2 separate regions of the Sus scrofa genome follow, and region 2 is linked to region 1. Evidence: chromatin contacts called from public HiChIP or PLAC-seq data. All regions are on one chromosome and are shown on one strand. The core of a region is the stretch at or near the end of the contact, and the rest is flanking DNA. Distances in the headings are between cores, read along the strand shown. Region 1 overlaps TNIK (TRAF2 and NCK-interacting protein kinase). Region 2 overlaps TNIK (TRAF2 and NCK-interacting protein kinase).

Region 1 (2,709 bases), core at 35-2,534:
GGAAACTTCATAAAGTATTTTAATATTCCACTTTGAAAATTTAATATTCCAAACTTTCCTGAAATGAATCAACAGAGAGTTCAAAGTAAAGTGCAGAAATTTTACCTATTAAAGGGAATTATAGCAAGGAAAAGCACACAATTAATCTAATTATTTCTACTCTCTAGGGTAAAACTTTCATTGGTCAGGCTTCTCAACTGTAATACTTCACCAGAATCCAGCATGATTGCTTTTATATTACTGGCTTAAATTAACATTCATCAACATATCTTAAGGAAAAAAATAATATCAGGTTAAAAGAATCATAAAGCAGTACACATTAAAATTTTTTTGATTCTACCAAAAGCTGGTCTTAGAGCTATGAAGAGAGTGAAAAAGTATAAGAAGGAGCAAATTAAGACATTTAATCAAATGAAGCAACTGGAATGAAGTCTCACTTGAATAATACTTTTTCTTGGGGAGCGAACAAAAAGGAGGGCTAAGTCTAAACAGAATTAGGTTCCTGAAATCACCATGCAACTCTTGAGTATACCTACTACTGAGAATCTTACTCTTCTATTCTGCAGAGAAGGAATACATTAAAAATGGTCTATTTTCATGGGATGATAAGTTCTGAGCCACATTCCGGAGTGTGCCCTAAATATGAAAATGACCCAAGGCTCAAGCTTTACCCATTCTTACATGTCAGAAGTAGAGGTCACAGGATCTCAGAAAGTAACCGTGAATAGTACTGAAAAATTATAGGTCAGTAAAGAATTGTCTAAATAAGAATAGCTTATATTTATTGAGTACATGTATGTGCCAGACATTGTATTAAGCATTTTCCATGCATTTAATCTTTGTAACAATGCCAGACAATACTAATTATTATACCTCCAATTCCTGGTATAAAGATTATAAAGATGAGAAAGCTGGGATGAAGTTCACATAACCATTAAGGGGTAGAAGGAGAATTTGAACTCAGAATTTGAGTCTGAAAACAAGAGAATGAACACAACTAACTCTTGATACCTTCAGAAAAATAAAATTTCTTTTTTTGAGAAGTTGACCTTTAATGGCTGCATGTCTGATACACTGCCCTAAACTATTCCTTCTAAAATTTTGACTTCTTGGAGTGGCCTAAGACCACTATTAATAAATAGCAGTTGAAAAACGAGTCCTGGCCCTGTCTGACCTTGACGCATCCATTTCTCTCCAAGCCCAGTTCCTCCAGCCCGGGCTGCCCTCCCAGCCCTTTGCTTCTGATTGACACCTCATCCCTCTCCACCCACTAATAACTGGCAATGGGCCTCACTTTTGGCTTTGCCTCGTAACCTCCTGCTCCTCAGGGCAATCTGCTCACATGTTTTCCTAAGTCCCCGAGGCTGGCAGCAAAGGAGAAATTTGGAGCTTCACTGAAGCTTCCTTTTCCCTTAGCCTCTGCTGATCTTACCTCTGCCCAGTCTTGACTCCTACACTGCTCACACTGCCCCATCCCTAGGACTCTGCTTATACCCTGCCAGGTCATCACAGATATTAACTGCAGAGGCAAAGAGAAAGGGAAAATCAAATAAAAGGAGGGTTGAATCTCTATTCAACCAACTAGGACACAGTCCCAGGACCCTGAGTTTGGACTCATTGGTCCTTTCCAATGACGTGGTAAGAAGGCACCGTGGGGAGGTCTTGTGGCTCAGAGGGTTAAGAACCCCACATTCTCTCTGTGAGGATGTAGGTTTGATCCTTGGGCTTGCTCGGTAGATTAAGGATCTGGCATTGCTGTGAGCTATGGTGTAGGTTGCTGACACACATCAGATCTGGCGTTACTGCGGCTGTGGCGTAGGCCTCAGTTGTGACTCCGATTTGACCCCAGCCTTGGGAACTTACATGTGCCGCAGGTATGGCCATAAAAAGAAAAAAAGAAAGAAAGACAGAAAAGGCAGTGTGGTATAACAGCTACAGCCATAACAGAGTTTTTGAATCTGTAAAAGTGCATTTTCATTAAACAAGTGCATTAAGTAATCTTCCAGTTCAAAATGCGATGTTCCAAATAGCAAGCCTGGCAACCTCTTTTATATCACTGTGACTATAAGAAAAGTCATTTTGACTTCCAAATAACTAAATTAGAATGAGCCTCAGAACACAAAAACTTAAATGTTGAAGAGTGCCAGGACTGAAAAATGTCAACTAGATGGGTTCTTTTTTAAGGCTGCCTGTCTTCTGTAGATTTTTTTTTTGTCTTTGAAACATGAATATTCATTCGAATTAAGAAAATCACTTGTCATACCAAACCACTTCATAGTATCACTCAACATGACTTTGTTCAGTGCCTGGAAAAGGGACTATTTCTCACAGTTCTATTCTTTACTGACAGATTTCATCTCAGCAGCTTCCCTCCGCTGATATCCACAGGCTGTGATCCCAGAGGCAGCCCTTCACCATAAAGAATAATGCAGTCCTACAGAGTTCCAGTAGTGGCATAGTGGAAACGAATCTGACTAGGAACCATGAGGTTGCGAGTTGGATCCCTGACCTTGCTCAGCTGGTTAAGGATCTGGTGTTGCCATGAGCTGGGGTGTAGGTCGCAGATGCGGCTCGGATCCTGCATTGCTATGGCTCTGGTGTAGACCGGTAGCTACAGCTCCGATTAGACCCCTAGCCTGGGAACCTCCATATGCCTTGGGTGCGGCCCTAAAAGGACAAAAGACAAAAGACAAAAAAAAAAAAAAAAAA
Region 2 (2,700 bases), core at 120-2,619, 280 kb after region 1:
CATCCAGTCCACCAGCTGGAATTCTCCGTTGGAAGCTTCTTGCTTGCTGTAGCATCTGGCACTGCCCAAATCCCTTCTTCCTCAGATTCTCACCTCAATGGAAAAGCTTTGTATTCTGCTTTACTGTGATGACTGTGGTAGGGACAGAGTCAAGGGCCTAAGTAGGTGATAAACAGTTATTCCGGAGTTCCCGTCATGGTGCAGTGGTTAACGAATCCGACTAGGAACCATGAGGTTGCGGGTTCGGTCCCTGCCCTTGCTCAGTGGGTTAACGATCTGGCGTTGCCGTGAGCTGTGGTGTAGGTTGCAGACGCGGCTCAGATCCTGAGTTGCTGTGGCTCTGGCGTAGGCCAGCGGCTACAGCTCCGATTAGACCCCTAGCCTGGGAACCTCCATATGCCGCGGAAGCGGCCCAGAGAAATAGCAAAAAAAACAAAAAAACAAAACAAAACAAAAAAAAAACAAACAAAAAAAAACACAGTTATTCCCACTAGGGGATTATAAGGAGGGGAAAAAAAATATGGGAGAACCCTGTAAATTAATGATTACTCAAGGAAGCAAGCTTGCTTAACAACAAAACCAAGCAAATTTGCTTATCAACAAACCATGGAACAGAAGCATGAGACATGCCCCATAACAATAAACCAATGGTTGACTGAGACCCACATCTTGCCCAGTTAGTAAGTTAATGACTCCTAAGACATGTTCTTCTGCACACACCAAAAACAAAAGTATAGGAAAAGGTAACATCATACTGAAACCTGAGAGGATTGAGCATATTTAATACATTACTGCCTTTTGCTCATATCCATTGTACCATGACAGTCTCAGCTTGACCATGTAGGGACAAGAAAACTCCCCTGCCAAACTGGGGGAGGCACTGATGATGGAAGTCTACTCAAGAATGAGGAAGAAGGTGGTCTGCCCCACCTCCCCATTCTTCTTTTGATTATATAACCATAACCCTCTAAGTTCCCAGGCTGTGGTGCTCTCTTGCCCGCCTGCTTATATTTCTCACAAGAGCCTTACATTAACAAACTCTTTCCCTACCTGTCACTCTGTCTCTCTCCGAATTCTTTCTGTAGTAAGAGAGAAGAACCTATACTTTACTAAGTCCTGAGACGCGTTCTGCAGGTTTTGGGGTTTCAGCTATGATCTTCCTTCCACATTCTCCTCTTTCTCTTTCACTGTCTCCACCTTTTCCTTCTCTCAGATGTCACAGCCTCTGACTTCTCCCTGATCCTCTGAAGCCACACACAACCAAGACTTTATGCTTACAGCCATTCCGACTGTTTCCTCCATTCTGACAGTTCCAGCTCCGTGCCTGGAACACTGCTGACTGGATAAGTAAATCAACCCATCCATTCGTCCATCCTCATATCTCTATATTTAGTTTTCACCTGTCTCCCAAACTCCAGCTCTGTATTCACAGCCAGGAACTCACATTCCTGAGAGAAATCAAGCTCCCCAATCAGGTTCCCCAGGCCTAAACCAGTCACCTTAGTGTCCTCCACAAAACAAGCTGCTTTATCTTAACTCCCCCACGTAAGGATCTAACAATTCCAGCATAAAAACTTTCATTGCCTAAGCCTAGAATTTCTACAAGTGCCTTCCGTCTCCCATCTTCAATTCATTTTACATTGCCACCAACTTAATTTTGTTAAACGCTATTTTGATGCTGTTGCTCATCTGATAAATGATTATTTATTGGCTCCACACCTGCCTTCAGAAGTTGAGAGGAAGAGAGAAAGGAAAGAGAAACAGGGAGGGTGGAGGGGGGAACACAAGAGTATATAAGCTGGTCCTGAATTTGGTTATCTTTGCTTTTCTTGTAAAAGAAACCTTTCTTCTAGATACACTTTACCCTTTGAAATTCTGATATTCTCCACCTATCCCCTTGACTAGCCAAAGTATATATAACCCTTTAACTAAATATTAAAGACTCTTAAAAATCCAGGCTCTGCTGATCTGTCCAAATTTATTCCCTACAAAAGTCCAACAAAAACCACTTTCTCCTTTCAGATGGCCTCTCCACCCCTCAAACAAGCCTTACCCAATGTCACCTCCACACCACTGTTCACACAGTCCCTTCTCTGGTTCTCTCCTCTGGCTCCTCTGCTGTACCCTGTACAGTCGACCCTAAGTACCTGAGAGGGGATTAGTTCCAGGCAGGCCAACCCACCCTGCCCTTGGACACCACAATCTGTGTACGCTCAAATTCCTTATATAAAATGGCATAGCATTTACATATAAATTACCTATAATCCTCGAGAATACTTTAACTCACCTCTAGGTTAATTATAATATCGAATACAATGGATAGGTAAAGTCATTATTCCCATTTTTACAGATAAGAAAACTGAGTCACGGAGAAATTAAGTATATCGTACACAGAATTCAAATCCATGCAGAATGACCTTCGAGTTCACTAAAGTCACCCACTGGGAAGCTGCACCCAGGCTGGCAATTTCCACCTTGATTTTTGGCAAATCCCAGGATTGGTTCATCACCTCTTTTGAGAATGTATGAACAGCAATCCAACTATAATAACAGATCTATGATACCTGAACATTAGTCTCATAGATCTGGGACATTAGTCCACTTCCAGTCTGCATTATGATGTCCTGATAGCTCAAAAGGAAACACACAAAGCTTATAACATATAAAAATTTTAGACTGCACCTTCATAATGTCTTCAAA

The links. HiChIP or PLAC-seq counts read pairs in DNA pulled down with a chosen protein or histone mark.
Region 2: a contact with region 1 is called in an H3K27ac HiChIP or PLAC-seq map of skeletal muscle. The contact joins two enhancer-like sites. A contact is called at or near these places in 2 of 2 datasets of contacts at active chromatin or transcription factors (alveolar macrophages and skeletal muscle).

What each region holds. Positions count from the first base shown.
Region 1 is chr13:109,745,052-109,747,760 of Sscrofa11.1, forward strand. All of the region lies in intron 10 of TNIK (TRAF2 and NCK-interacting protein kinase), which reads right to left. Among named protein-coding and RNA genes, the nearest start is that of SLC2A2, 130 kb to the left of the region's middle. Within about 2 kb of position 1,285, at least 1 of the 83 cell types and tissues checked has an H3K27ac peak or open chromatin away from gene starts, as enhancers often do. A contact at or near this core is called in skeletal muscle, where this site is marked.
Region 2 is chr13:110,023,707-110,026,406 of Sscrofa11.1, forward strand. All of the region lies in intron 1 of TNIK (TRAF2 and NCK-interacting protein kinase), which reads right to left. Among named protein-coding and RNA genes, the nearest start is that of TNIK, 27 kb to the right of the region's middle. Within about 2 kb of position 1,370, at least 5 of the 83 cell types and tissues checked have an H3K27ac peak or open chromatin away from gene starts, as enhancers often do. A contact at or near this core is called in skeletal muscle, where this site is marked.